Linked DNA regions of Mus musculus: region 2 is linked to region 1. Evidence: chromatin contacts called from public HiChIP or PLAC-seq data. All regions are on one chromosome and are shown on one strand. Each heading gives the region's core, a stretch centred on a gene start, on an enhancer-like site or on the middle of the called end of the contact. The rest is flanking DNA. Distances are from core to core; before and after follow the strand shown.

Evidence for each region. HiChIP or PLAC-seq counts read pairs in DNA pulled down with a chosen protein or histone mark.
Region 2: a contact with region 1 is called in an H3K4me3 HiChIP or PLAC-seq map of bone marrow-derived macrophages, with 5 times the contacts expected there. The contact joins the enhancer-like site here to the promoter of Sorbs3 in region 1. A contact is called at or near these places in 24 of 39 promoter capture datasets (the 3T3-L1 cell line, 3T3-L1-derived adipocytes, the C10 cell line and 16 more), 21 of 484 Hi-C or Micro-C datasets (B cells, CD4 T cells, the CH12 cell line and 17 more), 11 of 115 datasets of contacts at active chromatin or transcription factors (the HPC-7 cell line, acute myeloid leukemia, bone marrow-derived macrophages and 8 more) and 6 of 9 other capture datasets (adipose tissue, bone marrow-derived macrophages, embryonic stem cells and 3 more).

The regions. Positions count from the first base shown.
Region 1 is chr14:70,204,633-70,211,263 of GRCm38.p6, forward strand. It overlaps Sorbs3 (sorbin and SH3 domain containing 3), which reads right to left and starts at 3,039. Exons shown (of 21, transcript NM_011366.3): 1 at 2,892-3,039. The coding sequence starts at 2,995. It overlaps Gm26908 (a long non-coding RNA gene), which reads left to right. Exons shown (of 5, transcript XR_874791.3): 2 at 732-2,222; 3 at 2,956-3,380; 4 at 4,147-4,290.
Region 2 is chr14:70,391,390-70,398,020 of GRCm38.p6, forward strand. It overlaps Piwil2 (piwi-like RNA-mediated gene silencing 2), which reads right to left. Exons shown (of 23, transcript NM_021308.2): 15 at 3,939-4,052; 16 at 2,622-2,810; 17 at 1,090-1,191; 18 at 1-91. Among named protein-coding and RNA genes, the nearest start is that of Gm24890, 34 kb to the right of the region's middle. Within about 2 kb of position 3,807, at least 82 of the 459 cell types and tissues checked have an H3K27ac peak or open chromatin away from gene starts, as enhancers often do. A contact at or near this core is called in the CH12 cell line, Th1 cells, acute myeloid leukemia and 7 more, where this site is marked.

The sequences.
Region 1 (6,631 bases), core at 1,789-4,288:
GTGAGGAGCTCGGGAATGTCAGGACTGTGTACAGCAAGGGGTCATATGGACAGCACAGGAGCTGTGGGAAGGGTACAGAGGAGGCCTGCAGGGCCTTATTTTCTGTGCTCACATCCTGCTCAGGCATGGACAAGGAGACGAGGAAGGCTAGGGTCAGTAAGTCTCTGGTCTGTATTTGTGGGGATTCCTTCTGACATCTGAGCAGCCTTTTGGGGACCCAGCCAATCCCTGACTTTGTGTGTGGGGAGGGGAGGCTGAGGTGCAGCCCACCAGCTGGATTCAATTAAAGCTCTTACCAAAAAGCTAACCATACAAACACACACCCGTTCCCGCCACCCGTTCCCGCAGCCCTCACCGCTGCTGCCTGCCGACTCTCGGACTTCCTCCAGGGGAAAGTGAAGCCAGGCAGACTGATGACCCAGGAAGCCTGGGCACACCGGCTGTGTGCTACCCCTCCCTGCCCGGCTGAGGGCTTGAGGCCAAACTGCCTTCGGCATCAGCAGTTGCACCCATCAGCTGACAGGCCTTCCTTCCCTAATGTCACTGTGTCCCACCCTCCCAGCAAATCCAGAAGTGTCCTCTCTAGGGAAAAAGGACCAGTTCTCCATCACCACCTTGTTTCAGGAGCTACTGACCCTAGGATACCTCCATCGGCTCCCCTCCCACTGAGCTCCTGGGAATACTCGAGGTTAGGATAGGGCCCCCCATGGTGGTCCTGGTTTTTCTCCCAGCAGGCTGCCTGGAGACATTTGGCAGAACCTAAGGAAGACAGAGGTCTCCTGGGGAATTGGTATCTGTCTAGCATAAAACGGACACCTCTGGTGAGTTCCCAGAATCCAGGCAGCCCCTGCATTCCAGCAGACCCCTAGAAGAATGAAGAACGTCCAGGTTTGGTGGACTCCTTCCCATCTGAGTGAGGCCTTGATGGTGGGGACGTCGTTCTCTGCCTTTCCAGGTCTTATCAAACTATAGCTCCCCACTAACAGGGTCAGGGGGTTTCAAATTCACCTTTTCTGGTTTGTACAACCTCAGAGACCAGGACACGGAGGGAGGGACTCTACGCCTTCGCTCCGGTCCACGCCAGGCTATGTCTTGCCTCCTTCCCGCCCCTTTGCATCGCTGAACCTACCTTCCCCCGGCGAGCAGGTGGGGGGGCTTGGGGCTGCCCAGGAGGGCAGGAGCATCCCAGCCCGCTTCTGCCTGGAGCAGCCGCGGCGAGCCCTCGGGGAAAGAGGGCAGGGAAAAGTGCGGGTGGTCACGGCCCTCGTGACTGGTCAGGACGCTGGGCCAGGCTCGGCGCCCAACAAGGAAGAGAGCGGCCGAGGGGGCGCGCTAGGAGGCAGGACCCTGAGATGAATGCGGCAGGAGGAGTTTGGGACTTGGATTTGAACTGTGAGCCGGGGCTATGCTGGAGTAAAGTGGAGATGCCTGCTACTCCCTCACTCACTCCCGCGAGTGCCCTCTGTCCGGCGACGCGCCACGGGAACACTGTGGCCCCTTGCCCAAGGGGCCGGGCTGTCCAGGAGGCGGTGCCGGGAGGGGCCACCGAGGGTCCCCCGGGAGCCCGCTGGGTTTCCCAGATGCCTTCCCCGGCCCCCACCGCAAAGCTGGAGTCAGAAAGGGGCGGGAGGGCTGGCGGGGGCCACTCAGAGTTTCCAGCGACATTTCCAGGGTGTGGGAAGCGAGCTGCTCCACAAGAGCCAGGACACAGGGCAGGAGTGATTAACCGAATGGTCCCTGAGTGCCAGAGCCCGGGTGGGGCCGGAATTAGATACGCAGCCCTCGGCCTTGGAGAGGCAGGAGACAGGCCCGGAGGCAGACAGGCTGGGACCGAGATAAGTCACGGTGGCCCAGGAACAAGGCAACACCCGCTTGGGGAGAGAGAGTTCATGCTTGTTAGACCTAAGCGCACTGACCAGGCGTTTGCAAACACTCGTGTACTGGCAAACGTGAGGATGCTCACACACACGTGCAAAGTTTGGGGGAGGGAATCGACCGGCTCCCTGGACGTGCCACAGCATTGAAGAGGATAAGGGTGGGGCCCTTTGGGCGGGGATGAGGTTAAGAGGGTCTTGGTGTTCCCATTCACCGTATTTGTTTTGATCCTGCTTTTCCGCTGTTCCTACAGTGCTGACTGCTGACGCAGATCTGAAGGACACCGCCCACTGGCTCCCCATTCTCTCTGGCCCTCCCTCCTCCCCTCCTCGTCCAGTCTTCTGCTGGTAGGTGCCAGGGCAAATGTTTACTGACAATGGAAACCCTGGAGTACTCCTAGCCTAGGATTCACTGCGAACCCAAGTCCCCAACAAATCAACCGGTAAAAAAAACGGTTTCTGGTCCACTGCTGAGTATGGTAAATGACACCTACTGCCTTTTAATTGGTGCCTGAGCCACCTGGAGTTAGTGTTTCCCAGGACATCACAGCCCCTAGCACGCTCACCTCTTATTAGCTTCACATTTTCCCAGTTGTGGGGGAAGAACTGTTTGTGGTGCCCGCAAACAAAACCCACCCCCACCTCCCGGGAAACTTAGGTCAAGGACAGCTCAAGAGATGAGCGTGCCAGAGCTCCCATGAGTGGGGAGTCTTCAGGAAGCAGTTTCATAGGCTTCCAGAGATGTAAACCTGCTAACAGGGCTCTGATTCGCATACGTGAGGTGTTTTTAACGGATGTAGGTATTACACAGTACACGGTGTTTGTGGGAGGGGCGGAGGTAGGAAAGCTGAAGGGAGAGAGATGGAGGAGTGGAGGAGCTCTGAGACCCTCTTTGAGGTCAGGCAGCTGTACACAGCCTCTCTGCCACTTGATTATCCACCCATTCCAGGGAAGCAGCCTCCCCCTCCCCCAGGGGATTAAAAGTACTACCCATGTCCCTCTTTAAAGTTTTCCCACCTGTTAGGGTCCTTGGGACTAAGAAGGGCTACATCACTTTCATTGTCTTCTTTGTTGTTCAAAGACGAAGCTGAAGATCTTCCCACTCCAAGAATCCTGGCCATCCCCCTTCACCAGCAGTGAACTTCTTAGGCTCTAAGGCTCTGACCTGGACTCCAAGATAAATATTTAATGTAGAGGGTGCCGCTGAGCTGCCGAAGGTCCCAACTTCCTGTTTCTCACAAGAGAAGGCACAGTGTGGGCAAGGGAGCTGAGGACTGGCTACCAGTCCCATCTCTATGGGGATGGGGAGTCTAGTAAACAGTCTTGGAGGATGTAGGTTGGGAGGAACGGGGAGGGTGGCAATGGAGGGCTGAACTGCTGCAGCTCTGCTTTGTCAGTCAGGCCGGGGCTGGCTCGCCACCTCTCAGGTTGGAGCTCACTGTGTTCACAAGTATTCGGATGGCTTTACAAAACACGGAGGCACGAGGCGCTAGGACCGCAGGGCAGGTAAGTCCAAGGAAACTTAAATAATCTCCTGCCCTCTTTTCTGCCCAGATTTAGGGAGAATTCTTCCTCTTTTAAGAAGATTAGGGAGAAAAATGTAGCAAGAATTCAGAGACTGGACTTAGAGAGCCAGGTGTCTGGTTTCCTGACCCCTCCCCCTAGCTGTAGCTGGCTGCTGCCTGCCTGCCTCACCCTGAGTAGCTTCCAGTGGCACATTAGAGCCAGGTAACATTGTCCCAGATAGTGCAGCCCTGGTCAGTATGCCATGCTCTGTCTCCTGCACACCCTTCTGCTCAAGAGGGACCTCCTTCCCTAGTAGTCGGCTGCCTGCACCCCTCCAGCATGGCCTTGGGTCAAGGACTGCCATGGTTGCCACAGCCACCTGAGCCCATGTAAACACAGTTACGTAACTGCTCTGTTTTTTCTAGCTATCTGATCCCAGTCACCAGGAGCCCCACCCAGCCCCAGGCAGCCAATTCTGTCCTATGCACATTCCCCCACCCCTCAGCCCCATAGTCCTCTTGTCCTCCGCCACCAACTCAAAGTACCATTAGTCAAGTGACTACCAATTAGTCTCAATCACAATTAGTGTCCAGGACAGTCTAGCATTTGGATGAGACACTGACATCTCTGCTGCAGGCCTGACCTTCCTGTTCGGTAGAAAGGCACCGGCTAGTTCCTTCCCTAGGACAAACTTCAGTACATTCTTGAGGTAGGCTTTCATGTCCTTTTTGGTTTGTGCTCTTAGAAGAGTGTTCTCTTTCTACAGATCAGAAGGGAGTAGCCAAGAACACACGGACTCTTCTAGAGTCCGTAACCAACCCAGCAGTGAGGAGCTGAAGCCAAGTCACCATAGATATACTAGCACAGATCTCGACTCTGTTTCATCCCTGGGGCCATCTCCTGATTCCAGGTCTGGCAGTACTGCCAACTAAGCTCTATCAATGGGCCCACCTATGCCAATCACTCATGAGAACAGGGGCAAGCAAGGGAGGGAAGTGAAATGACCCACTTTGGGGCTCCAAGGGCCCTCTTACACACTGGTCTATCTGGAAGTCTGAGGTTTTTTTTTGGGGGGGGGGAGGGGGTTAGTCACTGCAAAGTGAAGGAACTCTAAGGGAAGCAACAACAATAAAAAAACACAGGGCAGGTCAAGGCAGGTCAATGTCAGACCTGGAAGCAAGGACAGGTATGTAAAACCCCACAAGAACAAGAGCCTGGAGATTTCAGGCCTGCTTTGAGCAAATATTTTCATAGCACACATATCATGGGCATCTCATGTTTCCTGGCATCTAAACCCCAAAGGCAGTGAAAAGAATCAGTTCCTGCCCAGTTTATCCAGTCTGTCCTCCAGGAGGCCTGGACACTGACTGACATCACATCCACCATGCGTCCCTTTTCGTGGATAAACAAACAGATGCCATGGCCAGACAGGAATGCCTGAGAAGGACCAACCTAGACAGGCTTCCTTTGGTTCTTACAAAAGGATGGAAGGAGCAAGTAGGTGACAGGTCTCGAGAAAGCAGACTTTGCAGAGTGATGCCCTCAGAGGGAATGGAAGTCAAGTCAGCCACAGACAAGGGCAAAGAACCAGGGCCTGGAAAATTGGGTCGGCCTCAGCCTTCCATCCCAGCTCAGGGAAACTGAGATAAGGGAGTCAGAGAGCTGACTGGCCGGCCAGAGGGTACCATGATAGAGTGCTGCTATCCAAACAAAGGCTAGCCTGTCTTCTGGCCTCCTTGAGTTCTATGATAAACTGTCTGTCTCCACTGTATTAGCAGTAAGACTCAATTTACCTCTAAGTGACCAATGCACTATCAAGAGTAAGCTTTGCAAATAAAATCTTAAGAGTTGTGATCTTTTAAAAAGTGAAGAGGAGGAAGCAGAAGAGGAGGAAGAGGAGGAGGAGGAGGAAGAGGAGGAAGAGGAGGAGGAGGAGGAAGAGGAGGAGGAGGAAGAAGAAGAAGAAGAAGAAGAAGAAGAAGAAGAAGAAGAAGAAGAAGAAGAAGAAGAGGAGGAGGAGGAGGAGGAGGAGGAGGAGGAGGAGGAAGGAGTGAAGCCATCTAATTACCCAGAGCAGACAACAAAGTAGGGATTAGATCTCAATCTAGCAGGGGTCAGTGTGACTCAGTGTCTCATCCTTCTTTCCTAGGCTCTGAAACAGCTTCCCACGACTCTGTAAATAAGGGCAAACATTACCTCATCTCACTGGGGCTTTAGCTAAGGGATAAGGCCACTGTTAACTCAGGATGTCACTGGGGTAACAACATAAAATGCTCACTTGGCTTTTGTGCAGTTAAAAAATCCGGGCTCATTTTTCTGGTCTTAAAATTGCACACTGTGGCTGTATTTGATGTCAATGTTGCTATTTGGATGCAGCAGACCTGGATTTAGCCTTTCCACCTCTGTTGCCATAATCTTTCCAAGTCCCTGTCCAGGGCCTCAGCCTTTCCCTGTCTCCACCCCCAAGCTGTGCAGCCATGCTTATCTGCTCTTGTGAATTCCCAGCCCCCTGGGATCTGTTTGCTTTGCAGAGGACTCCAAGGCTGTTCTGGTACTGCTAAGCTTAGGAGTACAGCTTTTCATCAACTCCCTTTGAGCTTCTGACTTTTCCCAGATCATATGAAAACTTAGTAAATGACTATCGTAAAATGTATTTTTGTGCTTTGTAAAGACTGTTTTCTGGGTTATCATCCTTCTACTCCTTCAAGGAGGGGCCTCTGCTGGAAAGGCCGCAGAGGGTCTAGGGCAGGAGATCGTGGTGGGCATAATTTCAGGAAGAGGTAAGAGGCAAAGGAAACAGGGTTTGCAGGAGGGTGGGTGGGCAGGCGGGCGAGGGTTGGGAAGCAGAAACTCATCAGAGGCCATCTGAGCTTTAACCAAGGCTGAGGGATCCTCTCTTGTGAAGGGACTTACTGGCATTGTCAGAAATCAGACCAGACATCAGAAACTAGGCTTTCCCTCACCGCTGGAATTACTAACTGGGTCAGAGCCTAAAGATCAGTCCCTCTACTAAGAATTCAAGGAAATAAAGACACAGGGAGTCAATGAAGTTATCCTTCACTTATAAGAGCATTTGCTTCTTTTAATCTTAAGAGGACTTCTAGTGTATAGTAAGAAAGTTCTTATAAAACTTATTCACAAAGACTAATGTCTCCTGTTGAGAGGTAACATTTCTAGGATTGTCTTTAACATAGCAGAAAGCAGGAGAACGCAGGTAACCTCTAAGTACGAGCGAATAGGCCATCATTCAA
Region 2 (6,631 bases), core at 2,557-5,056, 190 kb after region 1:
CACCACCCAGTTTACAGTTCATCTGAAGTAAAATTTTCTGAGCCACGCTCCGAAGCCTGGTGGGCTGACCAATGGTTCGGACATTGATGACCTGTCGTGACAGGACCAGAACATCATCACCCTTTTAGGAAATGTTAATACTTCTAAAGTATCAACATCTCTTGGCTCCATGCCTTTCCTCTGTCCCTTCCAACAAGGAAACCAAAATCAGAGGATGCTCAACTCCTTCCCACTCAGTGGCGCAGTATCTGTGGACAGCTGCCCATACCGTCCTGTAATACCCAGATCCCCATTATTTGTAGGACGGAATGTAATCACTATGTATGTAAACAGTTGCTATCCTGCATTGTTTAGGGAATAAGCACAAGCATTTCCCTTCTGAGTTTGATGAGCTCAGTAGAGGTATAATTTTCTTTCAGAAGGGTTTTAAACTATGTTTGGTGAATCAGCTGATGAAGAATCCACAGATAGGCCAGCCATGGTGGCAGACTTGTAACGCCAGGACTTTTGTATGTGGAGGAGGTGGGTAAAGGCAGGAGGAATAGGAATTTAAGGTCATCTTTGTGTACATAGTGAGTTTGAGGCTAGCACTAATAGTGAGGACTGAGTGTACTATATTAAGAAGCTTGAAATTAGCATGTCTTTTATTAATAATTCTAGCATCATCAGGCATATATGCACATAATAGGCACATGAACATACAATATAGCATGTCTGTTATTAATAATTCTAACTCTAGCATCACTAGGTATATATGCACATAATAGGTACATGTACATACAAGAACTTTCAAAATTATATTATTCAAACTGACATTTTTAAAGTTCCCTATGAAAAATATTTTCCCTTCTCAGAGTAAAGCCTCCAAGTCCAGCCTCAGTCACGAGGAAGCAGCAGGGATTGGGAGGAGCAGAAGAACAAGAGCTACCTGCTGCGGCTGGCTCCTTTTAATCAGAACCTTCGGTGTAAAGCTCCACCAACGCCAGCCTAAAATGGCTATTTCAGCTTCCAGAGCTTCAGAGACACTGAGCTGGAGACTCACTGAGACTCTACCTGGGGCTCAAGGCCATGGGCTCCATTTCCACGCACCTGTGAGGGCACTGGGGACTGCACGCAGCACAGCTTCTTGATGGCTCCATAGAGATCATCACGTGTGCCCATGATGATGCAAACGACCATTTGTATCTTCCCCTAGAGGAGACAAGAATATACTTCCAGGATCTGATCACTCTGGGGACTTTCTTAGGACACAGATAAGGTAGACAGGAACTGAAAGACAAATGGTGGACATTCCAACCAGAATCATTCTTTGAATCTGAACTATTATTTGGCTTGGGGCTGCTGTTCACAAACAAGTGATACATTACTCACACCTAGAGCTGACATGACTACTAATGTTTGTTTACAAGGAGTCTCAAGATTCTAGAAAAGGGCCAGACTTAGAAGTATGCAAGGGTCCTATGGCTGCCTCTCTAACTTCCCCCAGTGGCTTTCCTGTGCTCTTCAGTGAAGTAAGCAATGTGTCAGACCACAGAACGTCAGCTGAAGAAGTGTGTCTACATGGAAGTGTGCAGAGTCAAACAGAGAAGGAACAGGGCCAGGTCCACAGTAGCTATTCCTCACTTTCTGTTTAGGGAGAACAGACACTGCCAGCAACATCTTTATCTCCCAGGCGTCTCTATCTCCCAATACTCTTAGCCAATGTCAAAAGAGGACCTTCCAAGAGGGGGATGTCAAACAGAGAATACCACAATGCTAAGAGACTCCAACTCCAGGACTGATCTTCTCCCAGGACAATTCCATTCACCAGACTCTTGGGCTCAAAGCTAATTTATTTCCAAAGACTTTTCTTCTGCCTCCATCCCCTCTTTGACTTCCTCCTCTGTTACAAGGGCTGGAGAGATAGATGCTCAGTGGTTAGGAGCACATGCTGTTCTTGCCACTCTTGCAGAGGACCTGGGTACAAGTCCTAAAGCCCACACAGGAGCTCACAGAAGTCTGTAACTCCTGTACCAGGTATTCTGAACCCTGCTTTGGCATCCTCAGGTGCCAAGCACACACACTGGACTGACATGCATGCAGGCAAGACACTCACACACATTACTTGTAAATGTAAACTTTTTTTGTAAGTTTTGTAAATATTTTTATTTACAAAGAAGTAAGAAGGCAAAGTCTGGAAGCTCAAATGGGAGTACTCACATCCAGTGTTCTGATCAGTTATCAGGATTAGCTAATGTGTCTATGGCCAAGTTCATCACCGTGGCAATGTATATCGTGGGCCAGACCATTCTACTACAACTCAGAACTGCATCCAGAAAGACAGCACTTGGCTCAAGTAGTTGGTTCCTGAGCACAACATGTTCTACAGATAATTAACTAAGTAAGCTGTTCTTTCAGCCAATTTCATAAGGAAAAGGCTAAAGAGCACACACGGATAAACCAATACAGAATGAGAAATGCAAATAGCCAAAGGGCGTGAAGAATACAGTTTCATGGGAAGATGAGAAGGACGCGGGCTCCTGGGCATCATTAATAGACTGATAATCCAGATAATTTGAGATTGAGCATCGAAGTACTTTCAGAGATCTTGTAAGTTCACTCCAATTAAGTTACTTTATTACCTCAACTCCCAGTAAGGACTGAATGGTCCTGATATAGGTCTCTATTCGGTCATCCTTCAGCTCAACCCAGGCTGGGGGGCTTATGCGCATGCCAATGGGCCCGGCAATCTTTTCCAACATGTTAACCAGTTCTCTGGCTTGGTCCATTGCTCTCTTTGGATAAAAGAGTGCCCAGAAATGCATGGGAATCTAGGAACAAGAACATGGTATATTTAGACTTGGGAGATTTTACTATAAAGGAGAAATAACTTTTATACTTCTTCTGCTTGAGTCCTTCTGTCTTATATAATTTCTATAATTCTCATAGACTTATAAATACTGACAGTCTTATAATGGAATTCAACATTGAAAACTCATCTACAACACACCCAATAATATGAAGGAAATTCATGAACACAAGGTTAAAGAAAGAAGTCAGACATAAAAGACTATTCACTCTAATTTTGACACACACACACACACACACACACATATACATATACACATAAACATACTTGCTCATACACACACAGTACAAAAACAGTCAAAAAGAATCTATGCTTGTCAGAACAGTTGTTCCCAGAGAATGGGGGTGGCAATAATCAGGAAAAATGGTGAGGGGTTGAGCGCATCTATACATTTCTGCTTTTTAACCCTTGGTGTTGGTTATATAGGTCTATTTAGTTTGTAAAAATCAAGTATGTTTTTTTGTTTATGCTGTATTTCAATAAATCTTTAAGAGTTGATGTTTTTTACATATGGCCACAACAACCAACATTCAGAATGTTGTTGAAATAATCAGAAATAACTGTCTACTATTTTATACTTTGATGCAAATAACTAACACCTAGTTGTTTTAGAGGAGCACTGTTTTGACTGTCTTCTATGGGTAAAAATAACCCTGGGAATTCCCAAGGGCAAAGAGGAAGAGAGACCAGGCAGCGGTGGCGCACGCCTTTGATCCCAGCACTTGGGAGGCAGAGGCAGGTGGATTTTTGAGTTCCAGGCCAGCCTGGTTTACAGAGTGAGTTCCAGGACAGCCAGGGCTACACAGAGAAACCCTGTCTCGAAAACCCAAAAAAAAAAAAAAAAAAAAAAAAAAAAGAGGAAGAGGGAAGAAAAAAATAGGCTGATGCAGAGGGATCACCATGGTAGCATAGTTCTTTCCCTTCAGCCTGTGGTCAAAAGGCTTCCCTCTAGCACTGCTCTGCTACAAGGCCTGGCTGAGCAAGTCACTCAGGGTGGAGTCTGGATGACTCTTCCTCTCAGAGGAGACACCAGATCACCCATTTCCACACTCTGGAACACTCATTCTCGAGCACTTCAGAGTTCACTCACAGTTAGAATGGAAGCATCTCTGGTCACTTCCTTAACCCAGTTCAGGTCCTCCGATGTGACAAATGAAGTGTTCCTTAAGTTGATCCTCTCCATTGGCAGAAGCCGACCTTCAATCTACACAGGAAATAAAGTGCTGCTGACGTGGGGCCTGCTACAGTCATCAAGGAAACAATGGTCCCGCTGACTCCAACTTCTCAGCCACACACTGCACCTATTACATCCCCACACCTTTTTCTTTCTCTCTTTTATTTCCTTTTCTCTGTTTTTCTTTTCTTGCTGGCCTCTGATTTGCTGCTTGGTGAATGGAGGGTCAATGCAAAAACAGCCATCACACCGCCACACCACATGGTCTCTGCACTGTGGCTCAAGACTGACCAAAACGTAGTTGTCAGATTTGCCAGCAAGTGTATTTATCTGCTAGCATCACTGGCATCATTTTCTAATATTAAAAAAAAATCTGTGTATGTTAATATGTATGCAAGTATGTTTGTGTATACATGCTGCATATGTATGTGCTTGTGTGTATGTGTGTGTAGGTCAGTGGTTCATATCAGATGGTTTCTCTATAGCTGTCCACCTTATTCTTGAGGCAGGTTATCTTGCTGGCTGGTGGTCAGTGAGCAGTGGGAATCTGCCTGTCTATACACACCACCAGGCAGGATTCAGAATTAAATTCAGGTTTCTTGTACTTCAGGACATGATGGTCTAAGGTTTTGCCCCCAGGACCCATGTATAGAAGGAGAGCCCACTCCTGTGCATTGTCCTTCCACCCCCACACACTCACAATAAATAGAATATAATACACTGTTTTCAAGACAGGGTTTCTCTGTGTAGCCCTGGCTGTCCTGGAACTTAACTCTGGAGACCAGGCCTCAAACTCAGAAATCCTCCATTCAATCTTCTGGAATCCATAGCCACTATGGCTCAAGATCTTCAAACCAAGATCCAGATAAGGATCTCCAAGCCTCCAGATAAGGGTCACTGGTGAGCCTTCCAATTCCGGATTGTAGTTCATTCCAAATATTGTCAAGTTGACAACCAGGAATAGCCACTACAATCCACCCCTTGTCAACTTGACACAAATAATATCTCATGTTCACATGAAACAATAACAAGGTTGTAAATACGCCTAACATGATATAACTATCCCTCGTACAATCGCAAACGCATTAGTAAATTTACAATGGGCATTCATATTACTTTATAATCCTCGTTTCTGCAACTGGTTACGTGGCCTTAATTGGTATTTATAACTACCTTCCTCTACTACCCATTCTGTATTTCCTTCACCTTCAGCCAGCACCTCAGCAGGTCTTGGCTCTTTTCCTGGAGGATTGACCCATACCTTCATTCTCTGCCTCCTGAGTGCTACAACCGAAGGAGTTTGTCACCACTGCCTAGCACAAATTTTTTTTAAAACAATAAAAAAGGAAAGACCCAGAACTCTAAGAAAAATATAGGTTAGGCTCAATCTCTAGCACCACAGAAAAATAGGCTAAAAAAATTAAAACAGGGCTGGCAAAAATAAATGCTCAGCAGGAAAAGGCACTTGTCTGACTGAGTCTGATCCCCAAATACCACAAGGTGCTTCCTTTCCTTTCCCTTTCCTTTCCCTTTCCTTTCCCTTTCCCTTTTCCCTTTCCCTCTTTCTTTCCCTCTTTCCCTCTCCCTCTCCCCCTCTCTCCCTCCCCTCTCCTCTCCTTTCCCTTTCTCTCTCCTTCCCTCTCCCCTTCCCTCTGGCTGTCCTGGAAATCACTTTGTAGACCAGGCTGGCCTCGAACTCAGAACTCCACCTGCCTCTGCCTCCCAAGTGCTGGGATTAAAGGCATGAGCCATCACTGTCTGGCCACAAGATGGAAGGAGAGAACTGATCCTGCATATGCCTTCTGACCACCACACATGCACCGCAGCGTGTGCTATACACACACAGTAAATATATAAACAAACAAATAAATATAAATATAAGTAAATAAACAAGACATATAAAATAGATAAAAGAAAGACAAAAACATTAAAATCATATAAAAAGGAATCTGGAGGCTGGTCGAGGGTGGGGGTGGTACATCATTTTAATCCCAGCACTCAGGAGGCATAGGCAGGTGGATCTCACTGAGCTGGGGACCAGCCTAGTCTACATATCGACTTCCAGTCCAACTATGGCTACACAGTGAGACCCTGTTTCAAAATATGCAAACACCTTTGTGTTGGAAAATTAAATTGAGCACAGTTGTAAGTCAATGCTTTGCTTGCTTCCTATCTGAGCAGAAATTAGTAACTCTGATCTTTTGGAAATACAGAAGAAAAGTCTGCATATGATGCTAGCAGATTAAGTCAAGGGAGATTCGGATACCATGACTAACATGTAAAAAAAGATTAAGAATGAAGTCAAGGGCTCGGGCGCCCAGGCTGTTTCCTCACATGCTCATGTTTGTCCTCTGCACCTTTTAACAGTGATTTATTCGGAATATAACTATGATAGGAAAAAGAAGAAGAGTCAAAGGACTGGAGAGACAGCTCAGTGGCTGCTCTGTCAGAGCTCTGGGTTCAGTTTGCAGCACTCATATGATGGCTCATATCCATCTGCAACCCCAGCACTCTTCTAGCCTCTGCAAGCACCAGGCAGGAATGTAATGCCCATTCGTAAATGCACACAAAACGTGCACAGCACATGAAATAAACAAAAACAAAATGGA